5 separate regions of the Mus musculus genome follow, and regions 2, 3, 4 and 5 are each linked to region 1. Evidence: chromatin contacts called from public Hi-C data. All regions are on one chromosome and are shown on one strand. Each heading gives the region's core, a stretch centred on a gene start, on an enhancer-like site or on the middle of the called end of the contact. The rest is flanking DNA. Distances are from core to core; before and after follow the strand shown.

Region 1 (2,700 bases), core at 140-2,639:
CCAACCGCTTTTGAAATCTTGTCCAATTCGATCTCCATCAAATGTGCTCACTAACACTTAAAATCTATGACATTTGATTCCAGTTTCAGGTCAATAGCCAAGTAATGATTTAACACTATCCACTCGAAGACATCTTTTCCTGGGTAGACAGAATAGGTCTGGAAGTGCACTGTCTGAAACTCAAGTGCGGACCACCTGAGCAAGACAGAAGAAAGCGACAAAGTAGGTACTTGGTAATCCTTACAAGTGGATTCCCTGGGCATAGTAGGTGTCCATGGGCCTTTGGGCATCAATAATCCCTTTCTGGAGACAAATAAAGCAAATACATATTGTACAGATGATCCACTCCCCGTGTGGGCGAGCGACCATGATGGGGAATTAAGGTAGAACTACAGAAACTCGCAGCTGCTCTCCAGGTACTATAACTTTATCCCTCCACAGAAAGATGGCTATTGGGATCTGGGTGGGACTAGTCCCCCTGCAGTTACCGCTGAGCTCAGGGCCACACTCGGGCGCCTTTTAAATTCCCCCAGCAATTGGTGGATGGAGAAAGAGCCAGGGGGAAAAAAGATGCATAATGATTCGTTCACCGGGCGGATGAAACGGAGAGTAGAGGACGCAGGATGCTAACTGGCTTTTCCTCCCATGTGCAGGTCACCTGAACCGCGATGCCTTCCAGTCTCTGAGGAGGCTCCCTGAACTCGCCATATGGCTCCGTTTTCAAGAGGGGAGAAGAAACAGTTTCATGCCCACCTGCCTGCGGCATCTCCTTTCAGGCACCCCTTCCCTAGCCCCTGCCCGGCGCGCGAGCTGCCGGCATCCACGGTCCCGCCCGCTCCGAGCTCCGGCCGGCAGCTCCCCCGGCGGCCGCCTCTGCACCAGTCGCCAACCTCCGTGCCGGGCCGAGGTCATGCCCGCCTGCCCCCGGAGCCGGCGAGGCCCCTTCCCGGTGCCAGGCGGCAAGCCCGAGAAGCGCCGGCAGGGAAGGGGGTCCGCCGCAGAGTTGGCACCCGGACTCACCAGGTAGGCGCCCACCGTACCCTGCGCCAGCATCAAGGCGCACTCAGACACCAGGAAGATCTTGATGTTGGAGAAGCAGGACACCTTCTTTTTCTTCTTCTTGTTCCTCTGCGCCTCGTCCCCCTGCAGCTCGCCGCTCCGGCCGCCGCCCGACGAGCCGCCCGGCTTCTTTCCCTGCATCCTTCCCCCGCCGCCGCCGCCGCCGCCGCTTTCCCGCTCGCCCCGGGTGTCGTGGCCGTTGCCGGGCGGGGGTGCGTGCCGCGAGGCTGCGTACTGTCCCCGCCCCGGGCCCGCGGCGGCCGCCCCCGTCCTGCCGCGGCTAGAGAGGTTGAAGGCTCCGCTCCTCGCTGCCGCCGCGCTAGCTCCCTTCCTCCTCCTCCTCCTTCTCCTCCTCCTCCTCCTCCGCCCTCCCTTCGCCGCCTCCTCCGGCTCGGGCTGTGCCAATCACAGGGACTCCTCGCGTCGCCCGCTGCTGCCGCCGCCTAGCCTCTCTCGGACTCTCGCCGTTGCCTTCACCGGCTTCCCCTGGCCCGCCGGCTTCGCTTGCCTTCACCCCTAGCGCCCCAAGCCCGGGCCGGGGCCTGATCGCCGCCTTGAGCCCCGGGCTGCGCCGCTACTGGCTGCGGGTGCGTCCCTGGGAGGCACGAGGGGACCTGCTTGGGGCACTAAGGGCTTGCTGATGGTCAAGGCCGGCGGGGTCTAACTACCCAGCGAAACTGCAAAATCCAGGAGTCCTGGTGGGGTAGGAGGCTGAGCGAGGAAGGTGCTACCCGGCCACTAGGAGGCATTGTGGGGCCCAGGGCACCAAGGCGGAAACTGGGTGGTACTAGGACTAGCAATGAGGTGCAGAGATGGGAGTATCCAGGCACCCTACTTCTAGTGCGGGTACCGGACTGCTAAGGCCGGAGAGAAGAAGCAATTTTCATAAAGAGAGTATCGCAGGAGCTGTATTCGGCTTGGTTTAGGGATTTCTAAGGACAGACGTTGTGCTCTGGGGCTCTGGAAGATGCCGAGATAGGAGCTGCCATTGGCTCCTTTGGTTTGCCAGCCTCTGCTCCTGCATTCAGTGGCTACTGGACATATCTAAACCGCCCATTCCCCGAAAATGGGAGAAAGAAACAGAACCTCTGAGAAGGGAAGTTAGAGCTTCAGGGAGTCTCACATCTTCCCCCAGCCTCCAAGTACAGGCAACTGCAGATCACAAGGACCCCAGCAGAGGGCCTTGTTTAGTTCTCCAGCGGCCTGCGGTTGGAGTTCAGGAAGGGATGAGCCACAAGCCTGCTGTGTCCCCACCCCTCTCCTGACTATTGTGGCCCTCCCTGGCTTGGCCTGAAGGTCAGCATGCAGCAGAGCCAATTGTCATCAGTCCTCCGCCCCTTGCTCCCCAGCATTCCCTAGGATTTTGGTCCACAAGGCGCCTCTGATAGGATGTACTGATTCAGGCAGCAGCGTTTGGAAGCTAAGAGAAAAGTGGATACGAACAGAAAATACCTAGCATTGTTGTCCACGTTAGTGATGGAGAAGCCAAAGCCTATTTGGAGAACTTTTCCTTGCTTTCCCAAGGGCCTATATCCCAATGCCAAGGCTTACATTCAATAGTGCATAGCAATTAGCACCGGCCATAATTTCTACTTTCTTCCAGAGAAATTGAGTAAGAATAGACGGTGGCACAGTGGGGGT
Region 2 (2,700 bases), core at 44-2,543, 420 kb after region 1:
ATGCAACCTAGTCCTGCTCATCTCTCTCATATCCACACTTTGCTCTTGCAACTTTCTCCTCCAAAATACACACACACACACCACCACCACCACCACCACCAAAACAACAACAACAACAACAACAACAACAACAACAAAAGCAAAACATCCCATTGTGGAATCTCTAGGATGTCAGTGTGTCTCACAGTATATCCTTTTGTCCACATGCCTTCACTTGCAAAGATTCATTGCAATGAGTCATTTACCTAGGTCTAGTTAAAGTCTCTGGCCCCTATGACACCTTCAATACTGGATTCTTACTGTACCTCCTGCCAATTATTCTGTGGTTGTCCTGTGCTATGGAGATCCTCCAGCTTTGGACTGGCCCTTCACATACCCCAATCATTCTCAAGTGATAACAGATTTGGGTGTGGGTCAACTCAAAGCCCTGGATCTGGGCCTGGGTGGTAGCTGAGCAGGTCAGTGCACCCACTGTCCTTTAACCACACTAACGGAGCAAGCTCTCCAGCACTACTCTAGTTAGGCCACCCAATGCTACCATCAGCAGAAGGCAGGGTCAGCTCTCCTGCTCTCATGCCTTTGGGGCCAGCTCCCCTCACACCCATGCCTCCAGAGCCAGCTCCACTGGGGCTGCCAGCCAGGGTGTGAGGCCCATTTTCCCAAGTGCTGCAACCTGTAAGGGTCTGGGCCAGCCTTCTTCCTCTCATATCCTCAGGCCTGGTTCACTCATGCTTTAGTCTCCAGGGCCTGTTTCACTGTGTTGCCCAATCAAGGTGCAGGGCCCGCTCTCCCAAGTGCTACAGCCGGTGAGGGGGTATGGCTAGCTCTCATACCCTACAGGCTAATTCTCCCAACTACTACAGGTGGCGAGAGAGAAGGAAGAGTGCATCACCCCTGCACCCACATCACGTCAAAGCAGATGAGGGACAGGGCCAGCTCTCCCATGCTCTAGCACTTGGAGCTAGATCACCTGTGCCCCTCCACCAGGGCCATCTCTGTTCTATCCAAGTGAGGTGCAGAGTTTATACTCTGGTGACTGCTGTAGCCAGTGAGTGATGGGAACAGCTCACTTACTCTCATGACCCCAAGGCCAGCTCTCCAACTGCTCCAGATGGTGAGGGATGAGCTGGGGAGGTCATCACCCCCAAACCCATACCACCTCCTGGCAGAGGAGTAGTGGAGACAGCTCTCTGGTGCTCTTGCCGTTTCATCTGTGCCCCTTCTCTACCAGGGTCAGCTGTGCTGTCCAGGCGAGGTGCAGTGTCTGCTCCAAGTGCTGCAGCTGGTGAGGGGTGTGGTTAGCTCTCCTGTGATGATGACACTGGGCAGCTTTCCCAACTGCCAGAGTCAGCTCATCTGCACTCATGCCTTTAGGGCAGCTCACCCCCACCCCTACCACCAGGGTCAGCTCTACTGTGCTGTCCTGGGTGAAGTACAGGGCCAGTTCTCCTGAATTCCCACTCTCCTGAGTGCTGTCATCAGTAAAGGATGGGGACAGCTTTCCAAAGCACCAAAGCCAGTGAGAGGCAGGGCCAGTTCTTCACAGCTCTTGAACGTCCTTGTGGTCTCAGGTGGCTGCTCTAGCCAGGGACATTCCCATGTTCTCTAGTGATAATATAAGCCACAGACATGGCCCTCAGTGGTAGCTAGACTGGAACATCAACATTGCCCCAGGAGTAAGGGCTGGCCACTTACAACAGGCTCCCCCTCTCCATCCTCAAGTCTCCGGTTCCATCCCTCTTCATAATTCTCAAACTTACACTTCTCTTTGTCTCCCTTCTGTCCACCCCATACTTGCACATTGTGGTGGATCCCACTGCAGGCTGGCCATGCAGATGGCAGGCCCCTGGGTGACATCTTCAGCCAGCGCTGTGTGGCATCACACCAAACAGGTGTCTATGGTCCACCTGTGTGTACCTGAGGGCAGGTCTGTGCATGGCATGGTGGTCTGCATCTCTCTGCCTGTCTTCCTTCTCTCTCACTGTGCTACCTGGATTTGGTTTGGTTTGATTTGATTTGATGTGTAATGGACATAAAACAGCTTCAGCCATGAAACCAGATATCAAGCTAGGATGAAAAAAGAACTTTCATCTGCTCTAACCATAACTGATATAAGACCACCAACAAGATGCCACTTTGCCCATTGTTCAGGGGGAAGGAGCTATTTTTTAAACCTATCATCAAATTCAATTTATGCTACCCAAATATTATTGAGCATAGGGCCATCCCCTAGAACATAATCAAACCACTGGGGGGTCACATTCTTAAAGAATAACTCCCTCTCCCAGCAGCTATCAATTGCCAGTGGTTCTTCAGCTAGAGGTTGTATTTTCTGCTCCCTTTCCTACTCCATTCTGAGACTTTGTCTGATACAAGCTATCACAACCACTTTGAGTTCATATGCACAACTACCCTGTTTGTGTCCATTTCCTTTATAGTCATCTGCCACCTTTGGCTCTTGCAATCTTTCCATTCTCTCTTCTGTGATGATTTCTGGCTTTGAGAGTAGGGGATGTGATAGAGATGTTCTAGCTACAGTCTGCTATTTTCTGCAATTGACCAATTGTGTTCTCTATGCTGATTGTCATGTAATACAAGAAAATGATTATCTGATGAGGATGAGGAATGCACTGTTCTATGGGGATAGTTATTAGTCATTACGCATTATTGTAATAGTATTCCAATTTTGGAGAATACTGG
Region 3 (2,700 bases), core at 144-2,643, 440 kb after region 1:
ATTTATTGCTTTTTTCTTGGTCTCATTTTATTCATTTATAAAATGATTATCATAATGTCTAATCATGTGCAATTTGAAAACATGCAATTTAAGATGTATATAAATTTACTAGAAAATATGTGTGTAGACACGCACATATATTACACACAAACACCAAGAGAGTGACACACACATATATCCATTACCCACTCACATACACATACACACACATACCCACTCACACACATTCACACACATATACACCCATATAACCACTCACATACACATACACACACCCATAGATACTTACATCCATACACACACACAAACATCCATACACATGTATACTCATATACCCACTCACACAGAGAGACACATACATTCATATACCCACTCACACAAACACCCATACCATGTGAACACCAATTATATCCACTCACACACACACCCATATTCACATACACCCAATACCCATTTACACACACACAAGAAGCTGAGTGTTACAGTAGTCACTTGACCTTCACTGCAGGTTCTAGAACTGTTCAAAGAACACTTTCATCAATAAATTCTGTGAAGAAAACTGCATAGACACATACAGTTAATTGGAAACATACCATTTCCTCACAAAAATATAAATGTAAAACAGAATAGATTTAAGGCTTAAAGTTATGACATGAAATTATAGGACTATTAGAAAATACAAAGTAAAACCTTATTTGCATATTGTAAAGTACTTATTTTTTTAAACATATATCTGTTTTATGTATATGTGCCTCTGTACCTAAGTGTATGTCTATGCACCATATGCATGTAGGAGCCAGTGGAGGACAGAGAGGACATTAATACCCTAGATCTAGAGTTTCAGACATTTGTGAGACACTATGTGACTCCTGGGAACCAAACCTGAGTCCTCTGCAAGAGTGACAATAGCTCTTAACTGCTGAGCCATCTCTCCAGCTCCATGCATCTTTATTTTGGTCTTGACAAAGGTTTTGGCTATGGCTCTCAAAGACACAGGTTTTAAAAAGCACACAGCAGCAGGAAAGCAACCAAATTTGAAAATGAGAGAAAGAGATGAATAGACTTTTATCAGAAGGAAGCACACGAATAGCCAATGGGTGTGTGGAAAGCATTAAACATGATGTATCTTCACGGAAATGCCCATCCACATAATAATGAGATCTACTTCACTCCTGTGAGAGCAGCCATCCTCAAAAGACAAAAGATGATAAATGTGAACAAAGGTTGGAGGGGGGGTCAGTCAAAAGGTAAGTTATACACTGTTGGATGTAAATTACCACAGGAATTACAGAAATAGTAAAGGCATTGCTCAAAAAGCTAGAACTAGAACTACCATAGGATCCAGCTTGCCTATTCTGGAAGCATGTCTAAAGAAACAAAGCCAATGTTTCTAAGACAGCTGCACTTCCATGTCTACTTCAGCACTCACTGCACACCCAAAATATCCAAACGGGCTAAGTGTTCCTGGCTGGGTGAATGGATGAGGAAGTGTGAAATATATCCAATGTTCTGCCTTAAAAAAGAAAAAGTCCTGTTTACTGGCTAATTTTATGTCTAGTTGATACAATCTAGAGTCATCAGAGAGGAGGGAGTCTCAACTGAGATGTCTCCATAGGAACAGGATGTAAGCAAGCCTGTAGGACATTCTTAATTAGTGATTCCTGGGAGAGGGCCCCACTGTCCATTGTGAGTACCAGCATCCCTGAATTGATGGTCCTGCTTCTACATGAGAACAGACTGTGCAAGCATGGAGAGCAAGCCAGTAAACAGTGCCCTCCATGGCTTCTGCATCAGCTCTCGCTTCCAGATTCCTGCCCTGTTTGAGGTCCTGTCCTCACCAGTTTTGAAAATAAACTGATATTTGGAACTGTGAGCAAGATAACCCCCTTTTTCCCCAACTTGCTTTTGGCCATGGTGTTTTATAACAGCAATGATAACCCTAAAACCCTATCTTGTCATCCACAACATCATGAATGAGGCTGGCAAGAGAAAGACAAGTAGTTCCCAGCCTCACTCATGTGTAGGATCCACATTAAAGTCAGTCATAGAAGTAGAGGTTGTTAAGAGCTACAAGAAAGGGGAGATGAGGAGATTTGAGTGAAGGGATACAAGTCTACAGCAATCTGGCAGAGTGGAGGTCAATAGGAACTCCAGTCTATTGGGAATGAAGCTTGGGGTTTCTCCATCAGAAGGACCTTAATGTTATGCCACATACACACTGCACATGGTAGCACCACATTTAGGGGGTTTGGCATTTTCACCCTATTCTCCATTCCCTCTGTCAGTGAAGGCTGAGGCCCCATATCCCTCTCTCATACTTGATGAAGTGATGCCTGGGCCAATCATGAGCAAGTGATCACAGCTGCAAGGAGTTCATGAGTAACAGGGGAAATGGTTTTTAATGTTAACACCACACACTGGAGTGGTAAGTAACCAGACTAACTTTAGTGAGAGTCATGCAGCATTTAATTGAACTTCTAATGGCTTTTTATTACTATTATTATATGTTCCTTTCCATAAGACTATTGTTTATGCTTTCAGGAAGTTCAGAAGAGGCTGTATAGAATAGACCAGAATAGACCTTCCCTTTCTTCCCCAATAATTGGGAATGTCTAGGTCACCAAGAGACCTTTGGTGCTGTATCATGAGGTGACTATATTCATATTGTGCCCTTTCCATAGATTCTGTCCATATTCTTCC
Region 4 (2,700 bases), core at 177-2,676, 370 kb after region 1:
GCCAGCATTCCTTCCTCCTACCAGGGAATGTGAGAAGTGATATAAGGAACAATCATGAAGACACTCAGTGCTTCTTTGCTTTTCACATTCCTTCCCATCTTTGTCCCTTTATCCAAAGGCTCCAGTATCCCTCACTCCTCTCATAGCATGCTCTTGTCTTGTGCTCATGCAAGTCTCTTTAGGCTGTCCCTATTCTTCATTGTTATTATTGTTTTCCAAAGGACAATCTGTGTTTAGTCCCCAAAAACTCTCACCTGAGTGTTGATAGGGTGGGGGCGGGGGAGCTGCAAGGCTTAGCATCATTCTTGGAACAAGCAAAGGAATCCAGGGCTGTGGTTCAAACATTCTCCCTGCAGTGTAGAAGAGACGTAAAGATGAAGTATATTTTTCATCCAAAAGCACTTTTTTTTTAGCCCCAACCACCTGTGTGGAGTTGTTTCAGACTGTCTCAATTTCCATAGCAAAAGGAAAAATAATTCAGGCCACACCTCTTTTGAAAATATTTTTAAATGATGCATCTCCCAAGGAAGTGAGAACCTGGTTGGAATCTAAAAACCAAGAATGAATGTGAGAACTGCTGAATGCAGGCAGTTAGGGTATCTGGGGTCTAAGAGAGGGAACTCAATAAGGAAAAAAAAAAAAAAAAGAGCCTTGACATCAGAGAAACTGGTTCAAGTCTTGAACTCAGAATTTAACAACTGAGGGACCACAGGCATCTTCTTTCACAGTTCTGCACCTTTGTGTTTACCTGAGAAGACGATAAAACTAATCTAACATTGATAAAGACAAAAATAGAGAGTGTTTGCTAAGAGTGTAATACAAAGTATCCCTTAAAAAGTAAGAACTACTAGTCATCACAGTGATCTTTCAATACTACTTACCAGACCCCAATCCCAGATCTGTTTACTTGTAGAAGCCAGGTTCTGCACTGACTTAGCTTTTACAGAGTTTTATATGTATACGCAACACCCTCAACATGCACTTAAAATTCTGTAATTTTTTTCTGTTTATTTGCATCATAACATAGATAGATAATCTATAATATATTCATGGCATTCTTGATGAGCCCTTGAATTCTTTAAAAAGTTTCAAGTTTTCTTCTGATAGAATATTATATATGAAGTAATTTTTTGTGTGCAAACACATAAATACAAAGAAGGGGAAAGGTGGGGAAAACCATTGCCAGACTTGCATCCATAGACTCAACCAACTATGCATAAAAAATAGAAAATATTCTAACACACCTGTATATCTATATTATATACACATATTATGCAGGAAATAGCACAGGTTATTAAAAAAATCTGTCAGTTTTCATATTCTAATTGCCGGGATCCTACAACGAATCTCTCATAGACAAAAAGTGACAACTGTCCACACAGACATACACGTGTGGATTTTCTTACCCTTACTTGCAAAATTATTTTAAGTGACTTCCAGTGAGTTCTCTAATAGTGTCAACAAAACAGGCACCCATGACTTTGAGCATTCTGAGAGTAGATTAAAGGTTTTCAAATACATTTTCTAATTTATCAAGTCATGGAGAAATAATAAACTATACTTCAGGCAGCCTGGGGTAGCCTTATGAAATTGTTATGATTTGTGCCTAAGAGAGAGTACAAATTCCATGGTAATCTTCACCGAATTTTAATAAGAGTGAAAGGAAGACTTAGTTAAAGTGTTCTTTGTGGCTTTTCCTTTTTTCCCTTCTAACCACAGCTATCTGCAAGCACTTCCCCTGGTGTCTTATCTCTATTGTGCAGATGCAGTGGAATCTTTATCATGTGTGGCAAGAACTGAGGCAAAGAGACACATAAAAATAATGACAGTGGCCTCGTTCTTAAAAACACAACACATTCTGCTCCTCTTTCAGGCATCAAACCCCAGATGGAGTTCTCTGTGCTTTAATGCAAAATACGAGTGTGTGTGTGTGTGTGTGTGTGTGTGTGTGTGTGTGTGTGTGTGTGTGTGTGAAGGCTCCCTCTTAATCAGTTTTAAGAATCCCAGTCATTCCACTGTAAACTGCCGTCCTTTTTTCTAGAGTATACATTTTGCCAAATAGCAGAGGAGGTGGAGGTGGAAGTAGGCATATAAAATAGCGTAGTTTTTGTTTTATTTTATTTTGTTGGATGATCAAGGTTTTAAGAGCGTGTGATTGCTCTCTCTACCTACTTCCCAACTTGCAGCAACCAACAGAAAAGCTGTTCATCCTGAATGCTTAATTATGAGAAACATGACACACAAAAAGAGAGAGAGAAATAATGCAGCCTGTGAAGGAATGTTCAGTGCGCAATTTTAAACCATGATTGTGGAGAGGGATGTGTATTGTCATGGAAATAGAGCCATGACACATTAAGTGGTGAGGAAAAACCGCCAGTGCAAAGCTGTCTGCCCGGTTCAGTATGAGTCTGTTTAAATACAAATCAACAGACACTAGATGAAAGCTTACTGTGATGGGTTATTTTTATTTTCTAATGTGCCTATTCTGTGCTCACTACAATAAATGGACGTTGCTTTTATAATTACAAAGTGTCTTTAAAACATAGGCTGTGGCTCTGGTTTTGGAGAGATAAATTAAACACACTCCACAACATGTTTCCTATTGAATGCATCGATAACCGTCACATAGAATTCGTAGAACAGATGTTGAAGTCCTGCTGACCCAGTGGTTACTCTCTCTCTCTCCTCCCCTCAGCATCA
Region 5 (2,700 bases), core at 62-2,561, 260 kb after region 1:
AAGAAGGAAAAGTGTTAAGATAGCCTTTGAAATAGTGGAACTTCCAAGAGAAATAAACAAAGGAATGAATAAATAAATAAACCAAAAAGCTAACCAGGTGGAAATATCTTGTCTCATTAAGTGAGCACATTCAAGTTGCCCTCATGATTCTGCACCCCATTGATTTAGAGAAGACATGAAGGAAACAGCGACTGTCTGCCTGTCTCTGAGGCCGAGATGGACTGAAGGCCTGTGCTGTCTGACCCCAAAACAGATAGTCAGCTCACTGAGCTGTCTGGGTATGTTGTGTGGATGTGTAGTGTTTTCAGAGACATTTTATATTTGAAAATCAATGTCTTCAGATTTTTCTTTTTTCTTAGTCCAAGATGTCTCTAATGGTTACAAAGACAGAGAAAGGATTCACTGGGAAGGAGAAACTGCGGAAAGGGGCTGTGTGGTTAAGAGTGCAATGAAGGGACTGGAGGGCTATGAGGATGGGGGCAGGGTGCTAGTGGGAGGGAGAAGTGGAAGAATGGAAGAATGAAGCCAGGGAGAGTGGAGGAATGGAGACTGTGATCTTCCAGTTAGCACAGAAATCAGCAAGTTGTCACAGAACATGAAATGTCCCCTGTGTGTACTTCTGTTTGAGTGCTTCTCTCCAGTTGGCCAGGCTGGTGCGGAATGTTATAGAATCTTTAAGCAGTAGAGTCTTCTTTAGGAAATAAGTCATTAGGGTGAGACTTGTGTATTTTGTAGACAGGCTAGGTTTCCGATCTGTTTTACTTCTTGGTCTGCTGAGGTGCAAGGACTCTCTGCCACATGCTGGCACTGCCATGACTTAAACCAGCAGTAGATTGAACCCTTTCAAACTGTGGGTTACCTATTGCCATGCGTTTGTTCACTGTATCAAGATAAGTAGCTCCTATATGAGTAAATGAAAATTCACTGCTTCTGGGTCCTCAATTTTCTTATGAAACAGACTAAATTCGATTAACTCTGAGATGAGTCAGAACATAGAAGGGCTGCAATTGAAGCTCGGTCATAGAGCAGTGAGGCCTAATAAGTCCTGAATTAGACCCACAGCACTGCAGCAAGTAAGTTAATTCCAATTATATGGAAAAATTATAGACGGGACACATATTTCAGTATAGGAATTGCTTGAAGCCTTAATAAAATGTGACATGAAGATAAACATTAAAAGACAATGACTGAGAGCATCTACTCTTCCCACTCTACCTGCTGCTGTTACTAAAGACTTGTGTTTTATTTGTGTGTGTGTGTGTGTGTGTGTGTGTGCGTGGTGTGTGATAATTTTGATACTGAAGCTACAGGATTTATTAGAACTTATTCCCTCATATGAATATGCCCCATTTTGTCCCTTCATTTTTTTTTACTGCTAGATATTTAAATTATTTTTCCCTTTGGATATTAGGAATAATGCCACTATACAGATTCATGTTCAAGTTTCTGTGTAATAAGTTACCGCTTTTCATATAACTTCTTTTGGCCAGTTCTTATATATTTATTCAGAAGGGTACACATTTAGATTTCAAAGAATCATACTAAACTCTTAGGGCTGGGGTTTAAATCACATTATGTCTATATTTGGTTTTTTTTTTTTCATTTTTCCATTCTGCAAACTTATTTTATTTTATTATATTTACTTCAATTTGCTAGGTTTCATGATGAACCTGACTTGGGTCTTTTCACATTTTTGCATTGTCTCATACACATTTCTAACCTGTCTGTGGAGGATGGAGACAGTAAGGAGCCACCTGTTACCATGTGAGCAACAACTGACATCTGTAATGCAGAGGCAAAGTTGACATCTCACAGACTGTGTAAGGCAGACTGCAAGGAGCTGTCCTGGATGAAGAAATGTGGGGAAATTGTAGCTTTCTGCCAAGTGTTGCCTGCTCACTGTTAATGGCATCCTATGAAAAAGAAAGCCAGTTGCAGCCAGTGGGGAAGAAACCTCCTGGGGCACAGAACTTTGAGATGAGCAAACTGCTCTAGCAGAGCAGGGGGCCTTCCTAATCCTGCCCAGCAGGACTTCATAATTGCTGTGGAACAGTGACTGATGGATGCCCTCATTATCCCTCTCCAAAAGGAAGAGCTCAATCATGGCCATCCCACTGTTTCTCCTTCATGGGGTTCTGGCAGCAAATACTTTCTCTATTTCTACATGTCACTGGACCATATGAAGCTGCATCCCGCACTGCTTGAGAGTGCTGCTGTTCAACCCGAGATCCTGGACCTTGACCTACCTGCCTTACCTGAGACATAATCTTAGGAATGGGAACAGTGAATCAAGAAAGGAAAGAAGGATAGGTATGGGTGCTAAGAAAAATAGCCATTTGATCTGGTTTTGACCTGTTTTCAGCCTTGCCTATGATTCAACAGCCCTTCATATATTGAACCTTCAGATATTTGTATTGAAATAGAGCAATCAGTTCTCTGCAACTGAAAACCAGTGACTGCAAATGTAAACTGGGAAAATTTAAACAGTCTTACTGGACCAGGATGTGAAATGCTGATGGAGCCCAGACCTAAGATTCCAGAGGGGAAAGATGAAAGAGAGCAGCAGCCTGAGAACCACATGGCATGACTGATCTGTTCATCTCAGAAACTTAAAAATAAACAGGCTACATCTCACCAACCCCCCTGCCCCACCAACCTCCCCCCATCCCCTGTGTTTCCCTCTCCATCCACTTGCAATGT

Evidence for each region. A called contact is a pair of places that touch in the nucleus more often than the background predicts.
Region 2: a contact with region 1 is called in a Hi-C map of the N1E-115 cell line, with 3 times the contacts expected there. The contact joins the enhancer-like site here to the promoter of Slco3a1 in region 1. A contact is called at or near these places in 8 of 39 promoter capture datasets (the 3T3-L1 cell line, cranial neural crest, frontonasal cranial neural crest and 4 more), 5 of 484 Hi-C or Micro-C datasets (the N1E-115 cell line, Sertoli cells, cortical neurons and 2 more), 3 of 115 datasets of contacts at active chromatin or transcription factors (embryonic forebrain, embryonic midbrain and forebrain) and 2 of 9 other capture datasets (adipose tissue and pancreatic islet).
Region 3: a contact with region 1 is called in a Hi-C map of cortical neurons, with 3 times the contacts expected there. The contact joins the enhancer-like site here to the promoter of Slco3a1 in region 1. A contact is called at or near these places in 5 of 39 promoter capture datasets (hippocampal neurons, liver, maxillary cranial neural crest and 1 more), 4 of 484 Hi-C or Micro-C datasets (cerebral cortex, cortical neurons and ventricular fibroblasts), 5 of 115 datasets of contacts at active chromatin or transcription factors (bone marrow-derived macrophages, forebrain, neural progenitor cells and 2 more) and 3 of 9 other capture datasets (adipose tissue, embryonic stem cells and macrophages).
Region 4: a contact with region 1 is called in a Hi-C map of pre-megakaryocyte-erythroid progenitors, with 5 times the contacts expected there. The contact joins the enhancer-like site here to the promoter of Slco3a1 in region 1. A contact is called at or near these places in 9 of 39 promoter capture datasets (the 3T3-L1 cell line, the HPC-7 cell line, HPC-7-derived erythroid cells and 5 more), 5 of 484 Hi-C or Micro-C datasets (cortical neurons, epidermal suprabasal cells, pre-megakaryocyte-erythroid progenitors and 1 more), 14 of 115 datasets of contacts at active chromatin or transcription factors (SST interneurons, astrocytes, bone marrow-derived macrophages and 10 more) and 3 of 9 other capture datasets (adipose tissue, liver and pancreatic islet).
Region 5: a contact with region 1 is called in a Hi-C map of the N1E-115 cell line, with 3 times the contacts expected there. The contact joins the enhancer-like site here to the promoter of Slco3a1 in region 1. A contact is called at or near these places in 7 of 39 promoter capture datasets (the 3T3-L1 cell line, cranial neural crest, frontonasal cranial neural crest and 4 more), 3 of 484 Hi-C or Micro-C datasets (the N1E-115 cell line, Sertoli cells and myocytes), 3 of 115 datasets of contacts at active chromatin or transcription factors (embryonic forebrain, forebrain and memory CD8 T cells) and 1 of 9 other capture datasets (pancreatic islet).

Annotation. Positions count from the first base shown.
Region 1 is chr7:74,553,391-74,556,090 of GRCm38.p6, forward strand. Slco3a1 (solute carrier organic anion transporter family, member 3a1) reads right to left here and starts at 1,390. Exons shown (of 10, transcript NM_023908.2): 1 at 1,021-1,390. The coding sequence starts at 1,200.
Region 2 is chr7:74,978,343-74,981,042 of GRCm38.p6, forward strand. No RefSeq gene overlaps it. Among named protein-coding and RNA genes, the nearest start is that of 4930533N22Rik, 51 kb to the right of the region's middle. Within about 2 kb of position 1,294, at least 10 of the 459 cell types and tissues checked have an H3K27ac peak or open chromatin away from gene starts, as enhancers often do. A contact at or near this core is called in the N1E-115 cell line, where this site is marked.
Region 3 is chr7:74,996,963-74,999,662 of GRCm38.p6, forward strand. No RefSeq gene overlaps it. Among named protein-coding and RNA genes, the nearest start is that of 4930533N22Rik, 32 kb to the right of the region's middle. Within about 2 kb of position 1,394, at least 2 of the 459 cell types and tissues checked have an H3K27ac peak or open chromatin away from gene starts, as enhancers often do. A contact at or near this core is called in cortical neurons, where this site is marked.
Region 4 is chr7:74,926,990-74,929,689 of GRCm38.p6, forward strand. No RefSeq gene overlaps it. Among named protein-coding and RNA genes, the nearest start is that of 0610006L08Rik, 75 kb to the left of the region's middle. Within about 2 kb of position 1,427, at least 30 of the 459 cell types and tissues checked have an H3K27ac peak or open chromatin away from gene starts, as enhancers often do. A contact at or near this core is called in the HPC-7 cell line and pre-megakaryocyte-erythroid progenitors, where this site is marked.
Region 5 is chr7:74,810,495-74,813,194 of GRCm38.p6, forward strand. No RefSeq gene overlaps it. Among named protein-coding and RNA genes, the nearest start is that of 0610006L08Rik, 42 kb to the right of the region's middle. Within about 2 kb of position 1,312, at least 2 of the 459 cell types and tissues checked have an H3K27ac peak or open chromatin away from gene starts, as enhancers often do. A contact at or near this core is called in the N1E-115 cell line, where this site is marked.